2 separate regions of the Hordeum vulgare genome follow, and region 1 is linked to region 2. Evidence: chromatin contacts called from public Hi-C data. All regions are on one chromosome and are shown on one strand. Each heading gives the region's core, a stretch centred on a gene start, on an enhancer-like site or on the middle of the called end of the contact. The rest is flanking DNA. Distances are from core to core; before and after follow the strand shown.

Region 1 (4,185 bases), core at 762-3,261, 280 kb before region 2:
ATAGTGTGCTTCAGAATGTGTAAAGTGAAGCACCGCTGGAAACATTAGACCCAAGACAGCCATCAACAACAACCCAGAGTTCACAACAGCTGATGCCTACATAGAAAAATGAAAGTTAATAGAGATAAAATGTGTGGATAATAATGGAAATAACCACCTTTTTATTGGTACCTTATTGAAGACCTGATCTCTATTAGGATGAGCAAGCCCACCAGCAAAGAAAGCACACCCAAGAACTAACAGCATGTTTGATAATATAGAGCCTAGTAGTGACTGTTGTACGACACGAATCATTCCATTTTTCAGTGCATATATCGAGATAATCATCTCTGTCGCATTTCCGAAAGTAGCATTTAGAAGCCCCCCAACTGCAGTTCAAAAATTTAGTCTTTACCGATTGCTGAAGTCATGATTTGAATTAGAAAGCTAAGATAATATGGAATGAAGACACATACTTGTTGGGCCAGTGTAGCAAGCAAGTTGCCTGCACAAGACAAGGCATCCATTATCGAAAATGCTAAATGGAGCTCCAGCTCCATGTAGGCCGAACTTTGAAAAATTCAAAATTCACGCTTTTATGTTTCAAAACATTCTGAAAAAATGTGCATATATCCAGAGGCATAATGTACATGTGTTTAAAATTTCATGTTAAAATACATTAAAATGAGAGCTACAAAGAAAAACAAATATGTGGCTTTTTAGCACATGTCCTGTTCATTCTCAAAGTCCATGATTTTGTTATCTTTTGTGCAGCTCGCAATTCATAGAATTTCATTGTGAAATTTTACACACATATACATTACATCTTTGTAATACGTGTATATTTTTGTTCATAATTTTTTTAAACTGAAAAGTTTGAATTTTGGTTTTGTTTTTTTAATAACAGGCTCCATGGAGACCGTCCTCCAAAATGCTCTACTCATCCGTTGTACTCTCTCCGTCCCATAATATAGGAAAACGCTCTTATATTATGGGACGGAGGGAGTAATATACAGTGAGTTATATAACATACAGAAGCTAGATCAGACAAAATCCACTAGGCACTTACTCAGTTGCATATCCCAATCTCTCGGCCAAGGGAGTGATACCAACTAAGCTGAAAAGGAAAACCCATCCTTGCTGTGAAGCATTTGAAGGAAGCAATCCCAGAAATGGAAAGCATTATCAGGTCAGTCTTGCTGTTGCAAGTAAACGTGACGAAGAATGCAGCAGAAAAAATGAAAGCATGCGCCCCTATTACAGATTCAAAAGTAGTACAGTAGTAAAAACGAAAGAAACTAACAAAGCAGGAAGAGTAAATCATACTGCATCAACCCTAATGAATGCTGCAGAGTAGTTTAGATGGGTGATCCTTGTGGGCATGTTACTTACGTGGTTCCCGGAGAGGTAGTGAAGCGTGATGGCGAGGGGCCCGAAGGGCAGGAGCACATTGATCTTGGCATGGAAGATGACGATGCGTATGCTCCTCAGCGCCATCCGCCACTTGCTCCGGGGCGAGAGCGACTCCGCCACCGCCGCGAGCGAGCCGATGTGCTCGAAGTCGAGCGACTGCATCTTCATGGCCGGCGGCGCCGTGCCGGCCACCATATCATCATCCTCCTCGAACCCTAGCTCGGCCTTGTCCGCCGCCCCCATCATCTGAACAAATCCAAAACGAAGCGAATCCAAATCAAGAACCGCCACCGATCCCTATCAACCTCCGGATAGCGCAAGAATCCTACCTCCCCGCGACGCGGACAGATGAAAAATAGCGCTGCAAGAAATGTGAAGGAGGGCTCGGATTTGGATGGTCGATTTCGAATGGCCTTTCCTCGTTCCTTCTACCAATCCTTTTCTCCTCCCGCTGGTTTTGTTGCGCGACGCGACGGGCACGGGACGAAGCTGCCTGCGTGCTTCGGTGTGGGAGGATCCGGCTTCGGGCCCCGTGTCATGGAGAAGAAATGTGCGTCAGTGCCTTGCCCACGCTTCGCGGGTGGTGGTCGGAAGAACCTTTCTTTTAGAAAAGGTACCCGGAATTACTGCCAGGCGCGAGAGCTTGCTTGGTTTGAGCCCTACAGCCTTGTCGAGGTAATTGTGCTCTTTGGCTGCCAGGTCGGTTCATTTTCGTAGAAAGAACTTATAAAATCTACTCTTTTTATAAAAAATATGTTAGTAATCTAAATACTTTTATATTATTTTACTATCTTTACAAGAAGTAGAACAAAACAAAGATACAATAATCGAGCCTTGACATACTTAAGGGGTTGTTTGGACAGCGAGCTTTTAGAGAACGAGTTAGCTAAAAATGCATTTGAGATTCTAACCAACTAAAATTTTGTTTGGATACTCTATCTAATTCTTGGATAAATAAAATTTGGTTCTCCTAATATTCATATTTTGCGTTTATGAGAAAACGGCTCAGAGACGATTTTATACAAACACGCTTTAGAAAAACGGACTTGACCTTCGGTGTGCGGCATGGCATGGAGCTCTATGAGAAGAATGTCTTCCACCATGAGGCCAGCGCTCGCGCCGACATCGGGGCCCTGACCTGTGACGGGGATGATAGACGGTGGCAGCCAATGACGGCAGCGCCTAATGTAGAGGCGACTGTGTATTGATAAAACCCAAACACAACTTTACATACACTCATTATTGATAAAACCCACCGTAAAACCGGTTCAACTTAAAACATATTTTCTATATACCCGCGGCTAACGCTCAGTATCCAAACAACCCCTAAGGTACAAGTCACTCCTCTATACTCTATATCTATTATTAAAAGAAATATGTATTTTTAGTCCGTCATAACATTTTTATTGAAAAGTCTGTGATGTTTTTGAAAGTTCAACCCAGAGTCTATTAAAAAACTCTATGTATGTTGTGTGCAGCTCGGCTTTTTTTTTAAGACACCACCACGGTTAGGTTAGAAGCACCAGTTTGGGCCCACTCGGATTGCTAGAGGATGGAAAAGAATAATGCAGTTTTAGGAGATCGAACTCCCAACCTCCTCTGGAGAGGCTTGAGCGTACAACTAAGTGAGCTAAATAATATGTGTGCAAAAAACTAGAACACGGTTTATAATTAATAGTCTCTCATAGCTTTTTAACACCTATTTTTTTTCTCAAACACGCACGAGTGTGTGAATCATATATAATTATAGAAAGAGATAAAAGAGGGGAGAGCCCCTCCACAGTTCTACAAGGCGTGTCTACATGATGCTCACACATCACTCCACCCGCTACTCTAGCCGACTATTCGCCTTGCGTCCACCCTTGCGCCGCCGCGAGGAGGCCCTCTAGTGCGCCCTCATCTCTTAGCAGTCCAGCCTTCTGCCACACTGCGCATTCGCTCATAATTATGTGTACCACATCGCACAGACATGGGTCTTGCCATCAAAGGAAACGATGTTGCGATGCTTCCACAGCTGTCACATGGTTAGAAGACACATAATGCGCTCCATCCTTGCATGTTGTTTCGGCGCGTGATCGTGGTCGTTCCTTGTGCACCAGTCCGGAAGGGATTCTTTGGTGCGCGGCTCTCCGTGACCCATGCCTAGGGGCGGCAGAATCCTGGACCAAATGTCCCTCGCGAATATGCAATGCAAGAGAAAATGGTCGATCGTTTCTTCATGTTGGTCGCAAAAAGGGCAAGCTGCCTAGTGTGGTAATCCTCTGCGCGCCTATTTGTCCGAGGTCCGGCATCGACCCTTGGCAGCAAGCCAGGCAAAGAAGCGCATCTTAGCGGTGCTCTAGATCCCCATGAGATTGTGGTCGTGGGAGCGACCTCGATTCCCCAAAGCTTTGCCATGTAGGCCGACCTGGCCGAGAACTGCCCACCATGGGTCCAAGTCCACCTAGTGGAATCCCGTCTCTAAGCATCGAGTTGGGTGGTTGTCACCATGGGGCACACACTCATGAATTGTTGAAGATCCGTGAAGTCGATGAAGGGCCCGATATCACACGCCCAGTTGCCCGTGATGACTGCGTCATGTACAGTTTGAGAGGCCTTCGCCCGAGTAGAAGCTCGCTCGTATAGTCGTGGCGCCACTTCCTGGAGCCGAGATCCGTGAAGCCAGTGGACTTCCCAAAAAGGGTGTCCTTCCCGTCTCCCAGAGCTACACGCATAGCCAAGCCGCATGGAACAACTGCCTTGATTCTTTTGGGAGGGAGAAGGCAAATTCTGCCCAAGGCCTGCTTTCATCTG
Region 2 (4,233 bases), core at 111-2,610:
TTCTTTTATGTTTTTATTTATACTTCTTTTCTTTTAATTTTACTTTTTATGATTTTTTTTCTTTTTACTGTTTATTTTTCTTTATATTATACAAACTTCATTATGTGTTACATAATGTTCAATGTATATTTAGAAAATGTTCACGGTATTTATAAAAGTTCATTATACATTATAAAATGTTCATCGTATATTAGAAATAGTTCAATGAACATGAATTATTTTTCTATGTTTTCAAAATTTGTTTGGTGGTATATTACACATTTGTTCAGTAAGTATTAAAAAATTGTGTATAATACAAATGTTCATTGTGTATTAAAAAATTATTCAATATATATTACAAATGTTCAATGTGTATTTGAAAATTGTTCAACGTATATTACAAATGTTCAATCCATATTCAAAAATTGTTCAATGCATATTTTTTTTATTTTTTTTCCAAGATGCTTATCATATATTAGAAAATGTTGAACGTGTATTTTTGGAATATGTTTAAATTAAATCTGATATTTAAGACTATGGGGCGCAAATCCATCAGTTGAAGACACTACTTCGGTTGGCTAGTTTCACTCACAAATGAGAAGCAGGTCACGAGTTCAAGTTGCGCGTCAATTCTTTTTTCAGTTTCTTTTCCTTATGTTTTTATGTATCTGCAGTTTAATACCTTGAAATGGGTTGACCCATTCGTGGGTGCTTTTAGCAAAGGTTCATCAATTTGCCACACGTGGACCGTAAATACGAGGTCTCTATAGGGGCGCCTTTTTTGATGGACTGCAGTGGAGATGCTCTTGCTTCTTCACTCTCCCCACTTTGCATCCATCCCACATCCAAGTCAGATTTCCCCGTCCATCACGGTCATGCACAATGGGCTCTGCATGTTCCTCCCACTCCATCTCTACCGCGCCCAACAAAGGCGACGATGATCCATTCAGTGCCTCAGCCTCGAAGCCCATGGCCCGACTCATTTCAAATTTATTTTTCCTATTTTTTTACCCGTCTGCAGTTCAATATCTTTAAATGGATCGACCCATTCGTGGATGCCTTTAGCGAAGGTTCATCAATTTGCCACACGCGGACGACAAATATGAGGTCTCTATAAAGGCTTCCTTTTTTGAAGGACTGCGGTGGAGATGCTCTTGCTTCACTCTCCCCGCTTTGCATCCATCCCACATCCATCTCGCCGCCCATCACGATCGTGTACAATGGGCTCCGCACATTCCTCCCACTCCTTCATCTCTACCGCGCCCAACGAACACGACGATGATCCATCCACTGCCTCAGCCTCGAAGCCCATGGCCCGGCCCCTTCCAATTTCTTTTTCCTTTTTCTTTACACGTCTGTAGTTCAATATCTCCAAATAGGTCGATATATTCGTGTCTGCCTTCCACGAAGCTTCATCAATGTGTCGCCGATGGGAGGCAAATAGAAGGTCTTTACAGGGCGTCCTTTTTTATGGACTGTGGCGTCTCCCCACTTAGCACACATCCCACCTCCAGGTCAGATCTCGCCGCCCACCACAGCCGCGCACAATGGGCTCTGCACATTCCTCCCACTCCTCCATCTCTACCGCGGCCGACGAAGGCGACGATGATCCATCGACTGCCTCAGCCTTGGAGCCCACGGCCCGGCCCCCTCCCGCCCAAGCGCCGGCTCCACCGACCTCTGCGTCCAAGGTGCTGGAGCAGGAGCCCGAGGTGCTCCCCTGCCGAGCCGCCGACTCGCCTCTCTCGCCGCAGCCATCCGTAATGGGCACCCCACGCCTCCTGGGCCCCAACATCAAGGTCTGGGACCCCTGCCACGTGCTCCTTACGCCACCGTCGCCGCTCCAGCACCTCCCGCAGCAGGGGAGAACGGAAGCGCTGCTGGAGGTTGTTGTAGTTAGCCACGGGGAATGTGCGTTCGCGATGCGGCCCGACCTGGTTGGTGGGCGATGGCCGTCGGTGGCCCTCACGGCGCGCGGGGAGCGACAGGCGCGCGCGCTGTCTGTTTTCCTGCGCTCCCGTGGTTCGCAGCTGGCCGCCGCGTGGACATCGCCTCTCGACCGTTCCCGCGCTACTGCTGAACTTGTCTGCCGGGTGAGCCCTTCTTCGCCTTTGTTGTACAATTCTTTGGGTTGCAATGGACCTGAAAGCAATTTTAAGCATTTATAGTATTGTATTCTGCTTGTAAATCCTTTGCTATGTATTCCACATAGTTGTAGTAAAATCCAATTTTTAAGATAGATTATATGCTGTGTGCAAAGTACGGTCTTAAGTATGAGATTGGTATCTTCTTTTTATGTTGGAGCAATTCACTGTTCAGCATAAAGAACAGTCCTTTGGCATTTCAATGAAGGCAACACATCATGAATGTATAATGGAATTTATTGGCTTTAATAAGATAAGGGTGCATTATTGCATGGATTAGTTGTTAAGGTGAACAAATAAGAGCCATCATATTCTGATGTTTGTACTCCTAGATGCAAAAAAGTTTGTTATTTCCTGAAATGTATTCAGAACATGGTGGAACCAGTATTATCATAAACCGACTTCTCCTCCTCTGGCATTCCCACGGACGGCAGGGGAGGAAACCCTAGCCGGCGCCGGACTGCGACCCTCCTCCCCCTTCCCTCCCCCCTCCGCCGCCAGGGCGTGCCGGTGGGCGAAGCCTGCCCGGCGTGGGCGGCGGTGGGCGCTCTCTCCTTCTCGCGAGGCGGGATCGTCCTGGGGTGATCTACACTAGCCGGAACGTGGCGTTGTGCGGGGCGCGACGACGCTTAGCTGCCACGGTGGCGGGCGTGGAGGGCTGCATGAGGAGAGTTGTGGTGGCCGGCGGCCGACCTGTTGGATCTGGACGGTGCGGGGGGCGGTGGCACCTAGGCTGGGCGTAGTCGGGAAGGATCCCCTTGGGGCTGCTCGCCGGCTTGGTCTTGTCGCCTGTGCTCGGCCTTGGATCGGCGCCGAGGGAGGTCGGGGAGGCATCCCCGGGGTGCTCGTGATGTGCCGTCGGGCACGACTACTGACGGTGCTGGAGTCTCATGGCCCTTCTTGGCATGGAGGCGGGCCTTGGCGGTGGTGGTCATCTTCTTCGTCGGAGTTGGTCGGCCTGAGGTTGGGTGGTCGGATCTCTAGATCCGTCATGCAGTTCCGGCTGCGAGTCGGGGAGACATAGTTGTCGGTGAAAACCGAGCCGACGGCGGGCGATGGCGGCGTTCTGCGCCGTTACCTCCATGAAAGCATCATTGAGTAACTATTGTCGATATCCACGTGTGCTGCTTCGGGGGAAACCCTAGGATCTGGTCTTTCAGATCAGACGATGGCGGCACTGCGATGTCGTTTCTTTCTTGGGAGCATCATTTGTGGAGCAGTGCTGGAAGACAAAGGCAACAGGTGGAGCGGCTTCGTCTTGCATGGAGCTTCGGTGGAGATGTCAAGCCATGCCTGGCCGACAGGTGCTACGCTGTGCCATGCCTGTTCGGCAGGTGCTACGCACGACTGATCTTCTAAAGGCTTCAAGGTGTGTCGGCTGGTGGTACATGGCGGCATGGTGCCGCGGTGTATTGGCAGTGACCGCGACATGCTCAGTAGTTTGCGCGTAGGGAGGTGGTGCCGTTAGGCGTCGTGGCCGCGTCGACGGATGGCCGGACTGGCAAGGAAGATGCGGATCTCTTTCCTGAAGATGGGTCAGCGGTTCGATGATGATGTCGGCTTTGAAAACGTGTGCATGTGATATACGCTTTAGGAGATCTGCACCGGATGTAGATTTCGATACGTTATGTGGATGGATCGGGAACGACACCGGTTTTACATATGGGGAATGAGAGCGCTCCACATTATCGAGTTTTGTAGGTGCGAGTGGTGGCTTCGAATGGCTTGATGTATGTTCTTGTCAGATCTTTGTTGAATAATTAATAAACATGGCCGTATGCATAGATTATGCAGAGGCCGGGGGTCTTAACCTCCTTTTTTCCAAAAAAATAAAAAAAATCAGAACATGGTGGGAATGTGCTCCCGTTTAGTCTTCAAAGTATTGAACTCGGTATTAGCTTTCCATTGGCCCGTTAAATGCTACTCCCTCCGTTCCTAAATAGACATTTTTACAGATTTTATTGTGGACTACATGCGGAGCAAAATGAGTGAATCTACTCCCTCCGTTCCTAAATATTTGTCTTTTAAGCGATTTCACTAGATATCTACATACGGAGCAAAATGATTGAATGTACACTCTAAAGTATGTCTATATACATCCGTATGTAGT

The links. Hi-C and Micro-C count contacts between places; a contact is called where the count stands out from the background.
Region 1: a contact with region 2 is called in a Hi-C map of seedling, with 5 times the contacts expected there. The contact joins the promoter of LOC123448498 here to the promoter of LOC123448497 in region 2. A contact is called at or near these places in 4 of 6 Hi-C or Micro-C datasets (leaf and seedling).

What each region holds. Positions count from the first base shown.
Region 1 is chr4H:262,914,253-262,918,437 of MorexV3_pseudomolecules_assembly, reverse strand. LOC123448498 (vacuolar cation/proton exchanger 2) reads right to left here and starts at 2,011. Exons shown (of 12, transcript XR_006631804.1): 1 at 1,722-2,011; 2 at 1,372-1,638; 3 at 1,049-1,119; 4 at 456-484; 5 at 172-368; 6 at 1-96.
Region 2 is chr4H:262,634,740-262,638,972 of MorexV3_pseudomolecules_assembly, reverse strand. It overlaps LOC123448497, which reads left to right and starts at 1,360. Exons shown (of 2, transcript XM_045125409.1): 1 at 1,360-2,072. The coding sequence starts at 1,527.